Linked DNA regions of Mus musculus: region 1 is linked to region 2. The links are chromatin contacts, called in public HiChIP or PLAC-seq maps. All regions are on one chromosome and are shown on one strand. The core of a region is the stretch at or near the end of the contact, and the rest is flanking DNA. Distances in the headings are between cores, read along the strand shown.

The links. HiChIP or PLAC-seq counts read pairs in DNA pulled down with a chosen protein or histone mark.
Region 1: an H3K27ac HiChIP or PLAC-seq map of neural progenitor cells shows a contact between it and region 2, with 13 times the contacts expected there. The contact joins the promoter of Adgrl4 here to the promoter of 4930555A03Rik in region 2. A contact is called at or near these places in 7 of 39 promoter capture datasets (cranial neural crest, embryonic stem cells, liver and 3 more), 1 of 15 datasets of contacts at CTCF or cohesin (the NIH/3T3 cell line), 14 of 484 Hi-C or Micro-C datasets (the C2C12 cell line, LSK cells, adipose-derived mesenchymal stem cells and 7 more), 7 of 115 datasets of contacts at active chromatin or transcription factors (bone marrow-derived macrophages, cardiomyocytes, a colorectal cancer cell line and 4 more) and 2 of 9 other capture datasets (adipose tissue and liver).

The regions. Positions count from the first base shown.
Region 1 is chr3:151,433,452-151,440,455 of GRCm38.p6, forward strand. Adgrl4 (adhesion G protein-coupled receptor L4) reads left to right here and starts at 4,431. Exons shown (of 16, transcript NM_133222.3): 1 at 4,431-4,553; 2 at 5,787-5,936. The coding sequence starts at 4,532.
Region 2 is chr3:151,292,729-151,299,549 of GRCm38.p6, forward strand. It overlaps 4930555A03Rik (RIKEN cDNA 4930555A03 gene), which reads left to right and starts at 1,434. Exons shown (of 3, transcript NR_166406.1): 1 at 1,434-1,561; 2 at 2,145-2,411; 3 at 3,157-4,122.

The sequences.
Region 1 (7,004 bases), core at 3,181-5,680, 140 kb after region 2:
TGTCTCTTGTGAGACTATGCCGGAGCCTAGCAAACACAGAAGTGGATGATCACAGTCAGCTATTGGATGGGTCACACGGCCCCCAATGCAGGAGCTATCTCAAAAGCCCCCCATACCCACCCCCCATTCCCCTACCCACCCACTCCCACTTTTTGGCCCTGGCGTTCCCCTGTATTGGGGCATATAAAGTTTGCAATTCCAATGGGCCTCTCTTTCCAGTGATGGCTGAATAGGCCATCTTTTGATACATATGCAGCTAGAGACACGACCGGGAGGTACTGGTTAGTTCATAGTGTTGTTCCACCTATTGGGTTGCAGATCCCTTTAGCTCCTTGGGTACTTTCTCTAGCTCCTCCATTGGGGGTCCTGTGATCCATCCAATAGCTGACTGTGAGCATTCACTTCTGTGTTTACTAGGCCCCTGCATAGTCTCACAAGAGACAGCTATATCAGGGTCCTTTCAGCAAAATCTTGCAAGTGTATGCAATGGTGTCAGCGTTTGGAGGCTGATTATGGGATGGATCCATGGATATGGCAGTTTCTAGATGGTCCATCCTTTTGTCTCAGCTCCAAACTTTGTCTCTGTAACTCCTTCCATGGGTTTTTTGTTCCCAATCACCAGATTTACACTAAGGAAAAAGTCTAAGGAAGGCGTGAGAAGGGGCATAGAATCCCTATGTGGGAATATAGTATCCCTGTGTGGGAACATGGTATCCCTATGTGGGAACTATAAACATGGCTCTGGGGAATGTCTTCATACTCACTGTATACTAATGCCCCGCGTTTAGGTGTGTTGAATGTTGCAAGTAGGATGTTGGTATGCCTTGTGTACCACATTGTGTTACACATAGTCCTCTGTCAGGTGCATGTTGCTGCTCCCATGTAGTGGGACAATTAAGTATCCGTAATACTTTTACCAGAGTCCACTCAGTATGAAGTCAACTGCTAAGCCTAGACTTTCACTGCAAAAACCTTCCAATGTAAAATCTGCCCTTCCCAAGAACGTCTCAAAGCTCTCCCGTTAGTTTTGGCTCTTAGAAACTGAACTAACAAAGTCCTCACATTTTGTCATAGAATGCACCAATGCACAAAAGCACAATCAGACAGGAAGCTTATAACTGGCTTCTTTCCACATGCTATACTTTAAGCAAAGTGAAGACTTAGGTGATTGCTGTCTGCAAAACTTAAACACGAGGCTGGAGAGATTGCTCTGAACTTAAGAACAAATACTGCTCTTGCAGAGGACTGAGGTTCAGTTCCCAGAACCTAGCATAGGCAGCTCACAATTGCCTGTAACTCCAGCTACCTAGCAATCAGGTACCTCATTTTGCATCAGGCCACCTCTTCTGGAATTCATTCACACACACACACACACATACACACACACACACAATTCCTTTGTAATTGCTGCTCCTAAAATGCTTCCCTTCAATGACACAATATTTTTATTGAAAATTTTCAAAAATTTCAATGTCTTTCTGAAATACTGTACAGACAATGGATTCAGAGTTATACAGTGAGCCCATGTCTATCCCCTTCCACAATACAGGCTTCCTCAAACAATGCATTTTAAAATAATTTTGATCTTGTAATGGGCAATCGTAAAACTCAAGCATCATTAAGCACTCTGTTCTTTGTATAAAATGATCCTTTGAAGTATGAATTCACTTCCAGATTTAATAAGAACACACAGAGAGAAAACACGTTTTACACAATATTCAAGTTTTAATTTGCTTTTGTTATTTTTTTTTGCAAGAATAACATTTTCAAAGATTTTATTATCGTCTTGTTATCTTTGGGACAAGCTAAAGTTTAAACATGTGTGGCAGAAAGGTGGAGTAAATTATTTTAGGTTAATGACTTCTTAAAATAGGTATTGTGTCTCGGTATATAACTTTTGTCTGAAAATAATGAGTTTCTATATTTAAGCCCTTTGAAGTTACTTTCTGTATAGGTACACTAAAACTCAGTTTCTCTTGACCTAAGAAACACATGCCATTTGGACTGATTCAGATACGAAGCCAGGGTCATTTCTTTTGTCCCTTCTAAGTGAGTCCTCATTCTAGCCTTCCTGTCTTTGTAGAAGAATCTAAGCTTTCCCACTTAAAACAACTTGAAAATCTCCACCCACTCCATCTCCAAAGCATTCTAACCAAGCCACAGCATCCCTGCATGGCCCAACCAAATCAGTGGGAAAATTCTGACTTTTCCTGATTTCTTTCAGGAATCCACATGTCAATGTCTCAGCTTCAGCATGCAGGGCCTGCCCAGGCAATAACTGGCTGTTTCTTCAACTATGTGCAGACTTCTCCTATCCTTTGAAAGAAAGCTCCTTGGGCTTCATTGTTCACATAGTCCTGGAATTCTCTACTATATTACTTTTACCCATTGCTTTAAAGAAAGAAAAAGAGAATAAAGAAATCATTTAAAAAAAAATTAGTAAACACTTTTTTCATGAAATTTAATCACTTAAATAATCACCTTTTCAAACTCCCTGACTAGCACTGTCTGATAGTTCCACCTTCTTGACACAATCTACAAAGGGAAGTATCAGGAGAGAAAGACTTTGTCAGGACCACCCACCCACAACACAGGCTTGGAGCAAACTATCCCGAGCTACCTTCCAGAGCAGCTTCCGGGCTAGCTGAGGGGTTGCGGGGAAAGTCACATGACAGTCTGGGGCAGTCACATGACATTCTGGTTTTCATTTGCTTCACATGTGGTGGGATCACTCTCAGGAACATTGTTAACTTACACATTTATTTATTTTGCTCGCCATAAATTAAGCTGGAAGTGTCTCGGGAGCACTGTGAAGGACAAGGGATGGGCCACCCAACCGTTAGCTTTCCTTGCACCTCGGTGACTGGTTTCAATAGAGCCCTCATCACTGTATGTTCCATGGAGCTGAGGGACACGAATGCTCATTTTGGGAGGATACTATGCATGCAATGTAGACTCTCAGCAGTCATCAGATAAACACTGGATGTGTCAGGGTTATGCCCCCACTTCATAACGGAAAACGGTGTGTGCTGATGGAATGAACTTCAGTTATTTCTTTACATCACCGTCAAGCAGTTTTCTTAGCTTGCACACGGTGCAGGGCACCAAGTTTGCACATTCCATTTGATAAACATTCACACAGATGCATTCATGTCATCACCAGCCCAGTCAAGGCGTGTGGCATGTGGGTAGCCCCAGAATCCCCTTTGATCACGTTCACAGTTCATCTCCTAGCTTGTCCCAACTTCAGGTCAATGTTTACTTTCCACTTTTATAAATTAATTTGTCTGAAAGTTACTTTTAAATTTTTAAGGTAGAATCAGTTTTTTTCTGTTTGAGTAAATGCCTATTTCTTTATTCATCCATTCATTCATTTGAATTTTTGAGTATGCTTTTTTTCCCCCAACCCCTCACAAATCCTTCCCATCTCCCTGCCCACTGAACTTAATTTTATCCTTTCTTTCACACTCAAATAAATGAAAGCCAAAACAAATAACAAACAACAACAAAATAAGACCAAAAATTACCAAAAACAAAGCAAAACAAAAAGCCCACAAAATAACAGGTGGTGGGTTTTGCAACTCTTGGTCATGGGGGCCTGCCCTGCAGTGTGGCTGATATACTTTGTGACAATTCTTTGAAAAAAATCTTGATTTCCCTTTTCCAGGGGATTAAATTGCAAGTAACTTCTTGGTTAGGGGTAGTACTTGGAGTCCAATGTCTGGTCTGAAACTGAGCAGGTCTTGTGTGTGATGTCACAGTCTGTGTGATTGGCATCCGCCATCTCCGGCTCCTATGATCTTTCTGCCATTTCTGTTCTCCAGCCTGAAAGATAGTCATTTACACAGGAGATTCATGTACCAACAAGTAAAGGGAACTTGGATGTAATGCGCAAATCGTACAGGCGCCGGATGGGTAGGATGGGTAAGGGCTGCAGTGGTGAAATGGACTTGACAGAGAAAAGAATACTTTGTGCTTCCGCAGTTTTTGGGTGGGAAGCTGACTTTTTTTCCCCACAGTTTTTCTCTTCGGTCCTTTAATCTCCTATCGGGTTAAAACTGAGCAGCACCAACAACAAAATGTGACAGAGACCCTGTTGCCAATCTTGGCCTCTTTTCCTTTCAGGACAGAAACCAGGGAATAGATAGGCAGTCAGGAACCTTCTGAGATGTGCTCTCTGCTGGAAGGAGTTCCCAATGGGTCTGTGAGATCTAAGTGCACAAGCTGTGAGGACACTGGTGGCTGCTCCATGAGCAATATGAAGCCACAGTCCCATCTGTAATCTGACAGGGAGTTGTGGCCACAGGCTGAGACTGGAGTCCAGGCTGTTTGGGTGAAGGGGCCTGGCTGCCGGACGGACGTGGCCTGCAGAGTCTGGGCCGTGCACACATTCACACAAAAGAGGCCGGAAAGTGACAGGAGGAAGCTGTGCGTCACAGGGGACAGAGCGAGACCCTGCGGTGCCTGCCTAGCTCCAGGACAGACCCGCACTCTAGCCTAGAGCGCTCTGCCGCCAGCTCCGGGGCTTCCAATGAGACTCCTCCCGCTTCTAGGTGAGTTGGGCTGGGCTGGGAGGCTGCACCGCGCCCACCTGCGGGGAACCAGGGAAAGCGCTTTCTCACTAGCTGGGGTTCAAGTGTCAAGTGTGTCTGGCAAGGTCTCCAAAGGAAAACAGACGCAGGCTCTCACAGGATGTTTTTCTGCTCGGCCTTTCCACTCTCGACCTTGCAACCCACAGCTCAAGACTATTACCTTTTTTCTTCCTGGAGAAATCCCGAAAGTCCCCGAAGTCTCAGTTTTGACCTTTCTAGTGACCAGCCCCAAGAAACCTGGGAATCTAAGATGCAAATGCGTGAGAGAAAGTTCCTGACATTTTAAAGCTACAAAAACCTGGCTTTGGTGATGCACGGGGACAGATAATAAATCACTTCTCTGAAGGCAAATTAATTCAGGTTTAGGAAGTACATATAGTCTTATGTAGGGCTGGGATTTAGAATTGACAGTGTAGGAATTTCTTGGTACCAGATAAGGACACTTTTATCTAAGATAACTGTTTTCTGAACAATGGCTTTGTTATCCATCCCTGTTCCCTACCAAGCTCACACTTAAGAGGGCCTGGAACAAGACAGTGAAAAGAAACACTCTATGCCTTTGCTTATCGGTTCCTAACAGTCCCCAGAACACAGTTTTGTGCTGAGTACAATCTTACCATACCGTGTTGAATTGTTTAATTTCTCCAATGCAAGTTAACGTAAGAGACTTTTTTTTTTGTCGTAAAAAGAGCAGAATGACAATTGCCGAATAGCATGGAAGGGACCTGGTGCATTTCTTCTCCTGTATGTGACAAGTGACATCTTAAAAATAAACGATTTTGTCTTGAAGAGACCCAAGTGTTTAATTTACCCCGATTCTGGAGAGAAGGGTGACTCCCAGAGCCTGAGAAGTGAGCTGCTCTGCTGGGGGGCAACACCTTCTGAGGTAGCCGGTTCACCTCAGTGAAGAGGGATACAGAGTTTCCAGGACATGATGAGCTCATGGTTTTTATTATAAGTCTGGATTCTCCAGCATGTTTTAGTTTTACTAAAATTTACATGCTATATTCCGTAATCTGTAGGCTTGGTCATTTCTCTGTTGTGATTTAGCTAGGAGAGTCATTTGAGGGACTATTATAATTTATCTCTCTAAAGGCAAGGGAATAAGAGCGTTTGGGGGGTATTGGTCTATAGCACAAGGGTGGGACAGATGTCTGCTGTTTTTGACAAGGTCTATGTCTTGATTTTCCTCAGTGGGTTTCTCCACTTTGCTGAATTGTTCCTACACACAAAACTGCAGCAAGACAACGTGTCTCCCCAATGCCAAGTGCGAAGTGCACAATGGTGTGGAAGCCTGCTTCTGCAGCCAGGGGTACTCTGGGAATGGCGTCACGATTTGTGAAGGTAAGTAGTCTTGATCTCCTTTGATCTGCTTGTGAGACTCAGTTCTGCGGTGACTCCTTTCTGCTCTCCATAAATGAACTTGCTTCACCTTCACTCATAGGTTCAGCTGAATGTAAAGGTTAGTCAACCAGTCAGAGAGTGAACTTCTCTGCCAAATACTCAACCAGTCAGAGAGTGAACTTCTCTGCCAAAATGTATTTTGAGTATTGAAAACGATTACTCCGTCTCTTTGTTTGTTTGTTTGTTTGTTTTGGAATTTAAAGATTTCTCTTGCATTAAGCCAAAGTCCAGGCACAAAAAAGAGAGTTAATAGCCTGAAAGCACACCAAGGCCAGCCTCTATTGACTTCTTAGATGCTTTCTCTGGTCATTAACTGCCTAATTTCAAGTTAATGTTAAGGGTAGGAAATAGAGATTTGTTGTGGTGGTGCATATGTGAAATCAGAGCGCTTTGTAGAAGGAGAGACAGAAAGAAAGACTACAGATGTTCTGGCAGCCTGGGCAACATAGATCCTCTCAGAAAGAAAGACAAAAGGAGAGAGAGGTATAGAAAGGAAATAAAAGGATAGAGATGAGACAGTAAGGAGGACAAAGAGGGTTAGCAGTGTGGAGAGAAGGAAAGGAGGAAGAGGAGAGAAGGGAATTGAAAAATTGCTTTTTCTCTCTAAGTTATTCTGCCCATAGAATATATTGGAGGGGGCCAGATGAGAGGAGTCTTTGTAAGGTACAGTTCAAAGAATTGACACGACAGGATGAACTCCACCCAGCAATCAAATTGGGGTGGGTTCCAGCCTGCGATCATGTCAGCCAGGGTTTCTCCCTACCATCAAGACTCTGCCTCCATCCTGTACCTCATCATCCTCCAGAGAGGCCACTTTTAAGTAGACCATTAGTGCAACATTCTGTACAGAGAGATGGAGAAGAACAGAAAATGTTGCAAGTCATATAAATTAGTTTCAAATATAATTAAATCTAAGTTCACATTAGAGCTATGTGGTGTTACACGCCTAAATGTATTTAAGATCACATAGACTTTTTCTAATTAAGCTAGGATATTGTGCTTTGTTAA
Region 2 (6,821 bases), core at 184-2,683:
CTACCATGGTGTTGACAGTTTCTCCAGAGCCACCTTCTGCTTGGTATGTGACTGACTGACATTTGCCAAGTGATGTATATACCAATCTCTTATCTAACTTTAAGTAATTGAATAAAGTAGGTTTAACAGTGTTGGATTGTCATCATCTATAACTGAACACAAGGAAGCCAACGTTGCAGAGATGAGCTATATGATGCTACTTCAGAGGCTGCTTTTGAAAGATTCATGTTAAGAAATGTTTATGTATAATATGTATGTGTATCATATTTTATGTTCCTCAAACTTTGACTTACATTTTGAAGTAAAATGTATTATAATGTCTATATTCATGAATTATATTAAGGCTGATTAATAAAGACTTCAGATCACTTTTTAAAGTATATTATAAAGAGGAACATCAAATAACTATACCATATTTATTGCCATTTTATAGATGAAAAATTAATTATTTTCATATGCATTTCTTATAGAGTTTATTGCTGAGTACTCAAAGAGGAAAAAACATCTGCTTCCTTTTTTTTAGAATTTTTCATGAATTAGGTTCTTGATAGAGATTACTGCATCAGCAGGCCTGGGTGGTTAGAGACCAAGAACCGACAGAAGAAAGGTGAGAAGCCATGACACATCGCTTTCTTTCTAATGTTTATTTGTTTAAGATTTTGAAAACTATTGTCAGAACAGTATATTCTGAAGCTGAATCGCAGCCGTCTGCCTTAGAAGTAAAATTCACACTGAATTATTTAATTAGTTCTATACCAGATAAATTATGTTTGGTGTTTTCTGAATCAAAACAACTCTTATCAGGGCATTTGATGTGGTTCTTAGTAGATACCAGATTGTTTAATCCATGCTACTCAACACGTTGCTGTGTTTAGATTTGTTGCTACAAGGATGATTCCGTGGCAGTTTTATTAATGTTTATTATTTGCATGTCTATGTTCCCGTGTATCTGGTTATACAATGCCTGCAGGCACACGAACCATGCCTTATTTAGAAGCCAGTGGAGTCTTCCTCTCTTTCCATCTTTATGGGGTATCTGGTCACCAGGTTTGTACAGCAGTCATGTCACCTGGTAAGCTATCTCCCTGGTCCTTTGGTATTTCTATGCAGATAACCTCAAAGACAGTTACTGTGGACTGGTACCTACCACTCACAACACATATTAAAGGTTTGACTCTTTCATAAAAGGTAAGAATTACACACTGCAAAGGTCAAAGTATTTCTTTCTCCTTTCTCCAAAGGTCAGGCCTTGTTATATTTATATTGCTACTTGAAAGCTGTGATTAAACATTGTTATTTGTAGTGTTTTAGCATTAATCAACATCTGGGTGAAATGTCAGAATCAACTTCCACTTTCCTAAGGAGTTTGCCTTACTCTGAGCAGCTGGGTAAGAGTCGAGAGGAAGCAGCTCTGTCCCACCATGCAGTGCGTCAGTTCCAGGAGGAGGGCGCATGGGGTGAGCTCAGGGCAGAAGGCTTTTGTTCCAAAGCCCCTCTGACCTGAACGCACACACTCACAGCGTGCCCTGTATCTGGCTCAGAAGCCGTCGCTCCGAAGAAGGTAAAGCGAGACAATATTTAATACTTCAAAAGAGACTGATTGTATTTAAGGCTCAGCCTTTATGAGTCAAGCACAAATTTTCAGATTGCTTTTTCAATGCCAGGAAGCAAGATCCTGGTGTGAGAGCAAGCTGCTCCCTCACAAACAGAAAGAGAACAGGCCGCAAAGGGGGTGGGGGGGACCGTAGTCTGAGGGCCTCTGACTCACCAGAGATCACAGAAGGCCAGCTGTCACCATTGTTACTCTGCTCTTTTAGAAGATAACTGTCTGTCTTACTATTCCTTTTAAAGTATGCCAGAGCAAATCCAGATATTCTTTAATTAATACTCTCAGGGTGGTTTGAATATTTAAAAATAAGGTTTTGAAAAACGTACAAGGCAGTATCACACTGGGGAGGCCGAATTGCAGACGTAAAGTTGACTTTAGCCAGTTTTCTCCTACCCTCTTCTAACACAAACTGGTGAAGCTCTGAGGTTGCCCTTTAAAGGCAGGTGAATTCTAAAGGGGACGGCAAATGAACAGATTTCTCCCTTGGTGTGTGTGTTTAACCATGTGAGCTAATTTCCTATTTCTCATCCTCCAGAGCAGCCTTCAGACTACCAAGCAGAGTAATTCCTCAGAATTGTCCCACGTTGTCCTAGAGAAGTCGTCTTTATAGGCATGGAGTAGGGTGTCTGCAGGCCTCCAGTCAATTCCAACCGATTTCAACTGCCAAAGTTAAAAGTTGCCATTGCAGTTACTGTCGGACCAAAGTAACCCCTGAGAACTCTCCACATTTGTAAAACGGACTGAAAGGTTCAGTGGCGTTTCCCACCTGGAACAGGACTAGTAATGCTTTGAACGTGAAGAGGTATTAATGGCCACTTGCCCTTTAAACCACAGAGGGACAGCTGAGCACAGTGACCTTCTAGCCCAACTTGAGAGAAGCAGGAAATGGGGTCTGAGGCTGAAGGTTCAGATGATAAAATGCCCCTCGGGAAGATAACGAAATGCTTCATCCGATGGTGGCCCAAGACACCTCTTAAAATCTAAGGAAATCGTTTCCCTTTTAAAAAGCTGCTTTGTGGAAATAACAAGTGAGATCTTTTCCTGCTGTTTGTCTCTCTGCCTGAATCCGGACATATTTTCTCTCACAGATGTCAATCTTTTGCTAAAAGTCTATAAATGATATTTCTTTTAATAGTCCTAAAACATAAACTACTGTTTCCTCCAACTCTTTCTAGGTTCCCAGAATGTTTCCATGGTCTTATTCTATTACAATGTTTGAAACTTTAGTAATATTAAGAAATCCATTCTCCACATGAGTCCATCAGCTTCACTCTGTTCTCACATATTTCCCCACAGGTGGCTGGACAGGGAAAATCTAAATGACTGGGATAGCTAATAGCCTTAAAAATACTAGGCCCCAAGTAGCAAAGAGACTGTGTCTCTAAACATCTGGATTCATTGCACACTATATGCAAATTGATGCCAGCATATTTACAAAGGTCTCTGTATACCCAGAATACCAGGTAACTGGACCTCTATTTTTCTGGAAAAGAGGTTTTGAAATATCGTTAACGGACATAAGTGTCTGTATCACTTCTGCCTCCTAGATGACTGTCCCCTGTGAGGAACTGTCGTGGGAATGAGGCGATAGGACTGGTTGAAGGAAATGCTAAGAAGCTCTCTCCTTTGTGGACTGAGGGACCAGCTTCAACACCAGAGGGGTGCAATCCCAGCAGAAAAGGAACACTGTCTCTAATGTTGCAACAAAGTAACCAGCATGAAGTTAGCAAGAAGAAATCACGGTTGCAGCTGCTGAACACTGATCCCTACCTGCTTTAAACTTAGATCCAGAACGGAGCCGGCACAGTGACTTACGTCACTCCCACTGGCTTAAGAGAACAGAGAATGACATATAGACAAGATGCTACCTCCCATGGAAAGGCCCCTATACATAAAGTCACTTTATTTCTCTGTCACTTCCCTGAAAATAATTTATGTAATTATGCTGTTAATGAAGTCTAACAACTCAAGGTTTGTTTATTGACTATTACTTAATGCTACCAAAGCATGTGTGAATACCCTCCCACAAGATGGCACCTGTTGATTCTCCTTCATAGTAAAGATAAGAGATTCCAACCACTCCCTCTCCTATGCCCACTCCCAGATATGTGTAATTTCTTCCCACTCCTTCCAGTCTCAGAAGGGGTAAGATGAACTGAGAAGGGACCCTATTTGTACAAATAGGTTTCAGGATGTTGTCATATGTGCTTCCTGGGACTCTGTGGTAATAAGAGCTGTTTTAAGGTCACTCATGCATAAACCCCCATCCACGATTTGATAAATAAACCCACCGTCCAACCAATCAAAAATGCTAAAGTAGGGAGAAATTGTTCTTCCTTTTTGTTGATGCCAGTGCCCTAGCCAAGGTGAATAGACGTTTGTTCAAGCTGTTGCTGTAAAAGATACTGTGATGTTCATTTGTAAATATCATCAGAGTTACTCCTACAGGTCGACTCTCTGTGTAAGACACTAAAAATGGATAATACTCATCAAGTTTCTCATGTGTCCATTAACACATTGTCTTCTAGAATCAATCCTCATTTCCATTTGCAGATGTATTCTTGTCTGTCAGGGTGTGATGTCTAGAACAGTGGTTACCTCTTAGTCTAAAAGGCTCATTCTGGACCAAGATGACTGCATTCCATTAGTTACAGGGAGTGGTTCCAAAGTCAGTATTCAGACTAAATCCATTTAATCAAATAATTTTATGGATTGAGTTACAGAGACAGGAACTAAGATCTACCCTTTCCAAGGATTTCCTTCAGTGAGAAGAAAATAGTGTGGTGATTCAAGAGGGTGTTATGATGTACACGGGATATATGAAGGCATTCTGATATACACAGAAAGAAAGGTCATGATTGCAATGGACAGAAGGAAACCCAATCCATTGGACACAGAGCCTGACCTGAACCTACCAACATTATTTAACATCAGTATTGAGTGTCACTTGAAAGAATTAAATATTTGGTGCTAAAAGAACCAGTAAATAGCAGCTTTGTTCATCAGCTAGTTTGAAATTGTTGCTGCCTTCTTTCTAGTTTCTACGTTAGTTAAAGTTGTTTTGAAATAGAACCGAGAGAGAGAAGGTAGGTAGGAAGGAAGATAGATAGACCCAGATCTATTAGATTGATTTCCACTATTAAAGACAGGGTCATCCTCCTTCAGGTTAGGTCCTTCCTTCCCTGTTAGTCCTCCTCGGGTCAACAGCCATGTGCAAGTAGCAGAGACAAAGACCTCTGTAGTTTCTTAGCCAAAGAATGGAGACCAATGATCCAGTCCTAATATAAGATGTAGAACCAGGAACTTGCCTGGAGACATACTGGAGAGTAAATATTCAAGGGCCAAAGAAGCTGGAGACAAATTGTGGAGTTATGCACTAATAAGCATATTCATTCCAATAGATGGCTGAGTACACATGCTAGACAGCTTTCTTACTTTCTGCCTGTACTCCATTGAAGACATCAGCTTATCCTATAGCATGGTCCATGTTTAGCCTCATCTTCTCTTCCTTGTGTAAATTCTCTGGGAATGCCCTAACAGACACAGCCAAAGGTGATCCATTTCTCTGCCAGATGGTTCCCTAAGTGGTCAAGTTGACAGTCACAACTCACCATCAACAGTCCTTGCATGTGATGTTATATTCTAGTCATCTTCACTGTCGCCATACTGTGTAGATAGATACTAGTTGCTTTCATAGAGACAGGAAAGCTGAGTTGACCCAGGTCAATTCTTTTTTGTTTTTTTTTTTTAAAGATATGTCATTTTAACTATAAATCTTGTCCTCTTACACATTCCAAGGTGTTCCTTCCTCTAATTTTGCTCATGGAATATAACAGAATTCAAAAGGCTCCTTATATTTGAATTATAATCTAATTTTCTGGCCTTAAGTGTACAATGATGCAAGACTATTGTAAATATGATGAAATGATCGTCCCGAAAATGTGGACAAGTGAGTCTAAAGAGGATCTTTCCTATATTTTCAGTTGTGTTTATGTCGTTTTTTTTTTTTTTTTTTTTTTTTTTTTTTTTTTGTTACCCTTATGTAACATTCCTCCCAGTGATGGTGTAAAGCCTACAGGACATCACCCTGCCTCCCACTCCCTGCTGGTCTGGACTGGAAATGAGTCATGCTGCTGGTCTTTGGTTTGTTCTTAATCATCTCAAGGAAAACCTGTTTTGATTAATATTTAAAGCACCCTGGGGATTGCTTCCTGTTTTTCTTAAGCTGTCTACCCCTTTACTGTTGTCTCAGAGATGATTTGTTGGGCATGAGGATTTGTATTGTTTCTGATACTCTGAGAAAAAAAACAAATAAGGATGTGTTTTTCAAATTGCTCCACTCAGGAAACTGGGAGAGGGCTGAGTGTCACGGACTGAGCTCATATTAGTGCAGTTTTAGAAAACAAAATACACTGTGCTTCTTTTTAAAGTATTTGAGTTCCCCAAGCACAAGCTTATGTTACTATTACCTCACCCTCCTGCAGGATATGATTTTCAGTATTTACATCACTTAAATCATATATTGAAAAATTGTAAGCTAAGATATACAATTAGATCTGTAAGTCATTGCACTCACTTGAATGCACAGCTGAACGCTGAACCTTGCCTCCATTACCCACATCTAAATTAGAGATGCTAAGACGCTAAAAGAATGTTATATGATAAGTTCTTTAACTTGGATGTGATATTATTAAAACAAAACATTTAATCCCCATCTTAGATGAAGAAGACAAATAGTTTCTTTACATGATAGATAATGTGAGTTTTGTACATTTATTATAAAATGGTAACAAAATAGTGAAACTGTCTATTGATATTACCTAGTACATAGCTCCAATATGTTTAACTGTGTTTTGAGACTACCTAATATGTAGCATCAATATGTTTCATAGTCATGTACAAGAAGTGAAGGAGACACACACCTGAGATGACCCCAGCTCCACTATGGGCAACGGGTGAGTCAGGAAAAATGCAGGAAGTGGTTAATGAACAGGGAGGAGCCACAGAGGAGTATGTCATGACAGATCAATGTCTGGTAGAGCAAGAGAATGAAATGTTATACATCACAAGGGAAAATGATGAAACACCAATCAGATGCAGAGAAAAACTGGCTAATGGACATAGAGTCTTCATTATTTGGTAATTTGATGAAGATGGATAATTTATAAAAAGAAGTGAAGTTCCTACACTGGTCCTACTTATTCCTCCATTG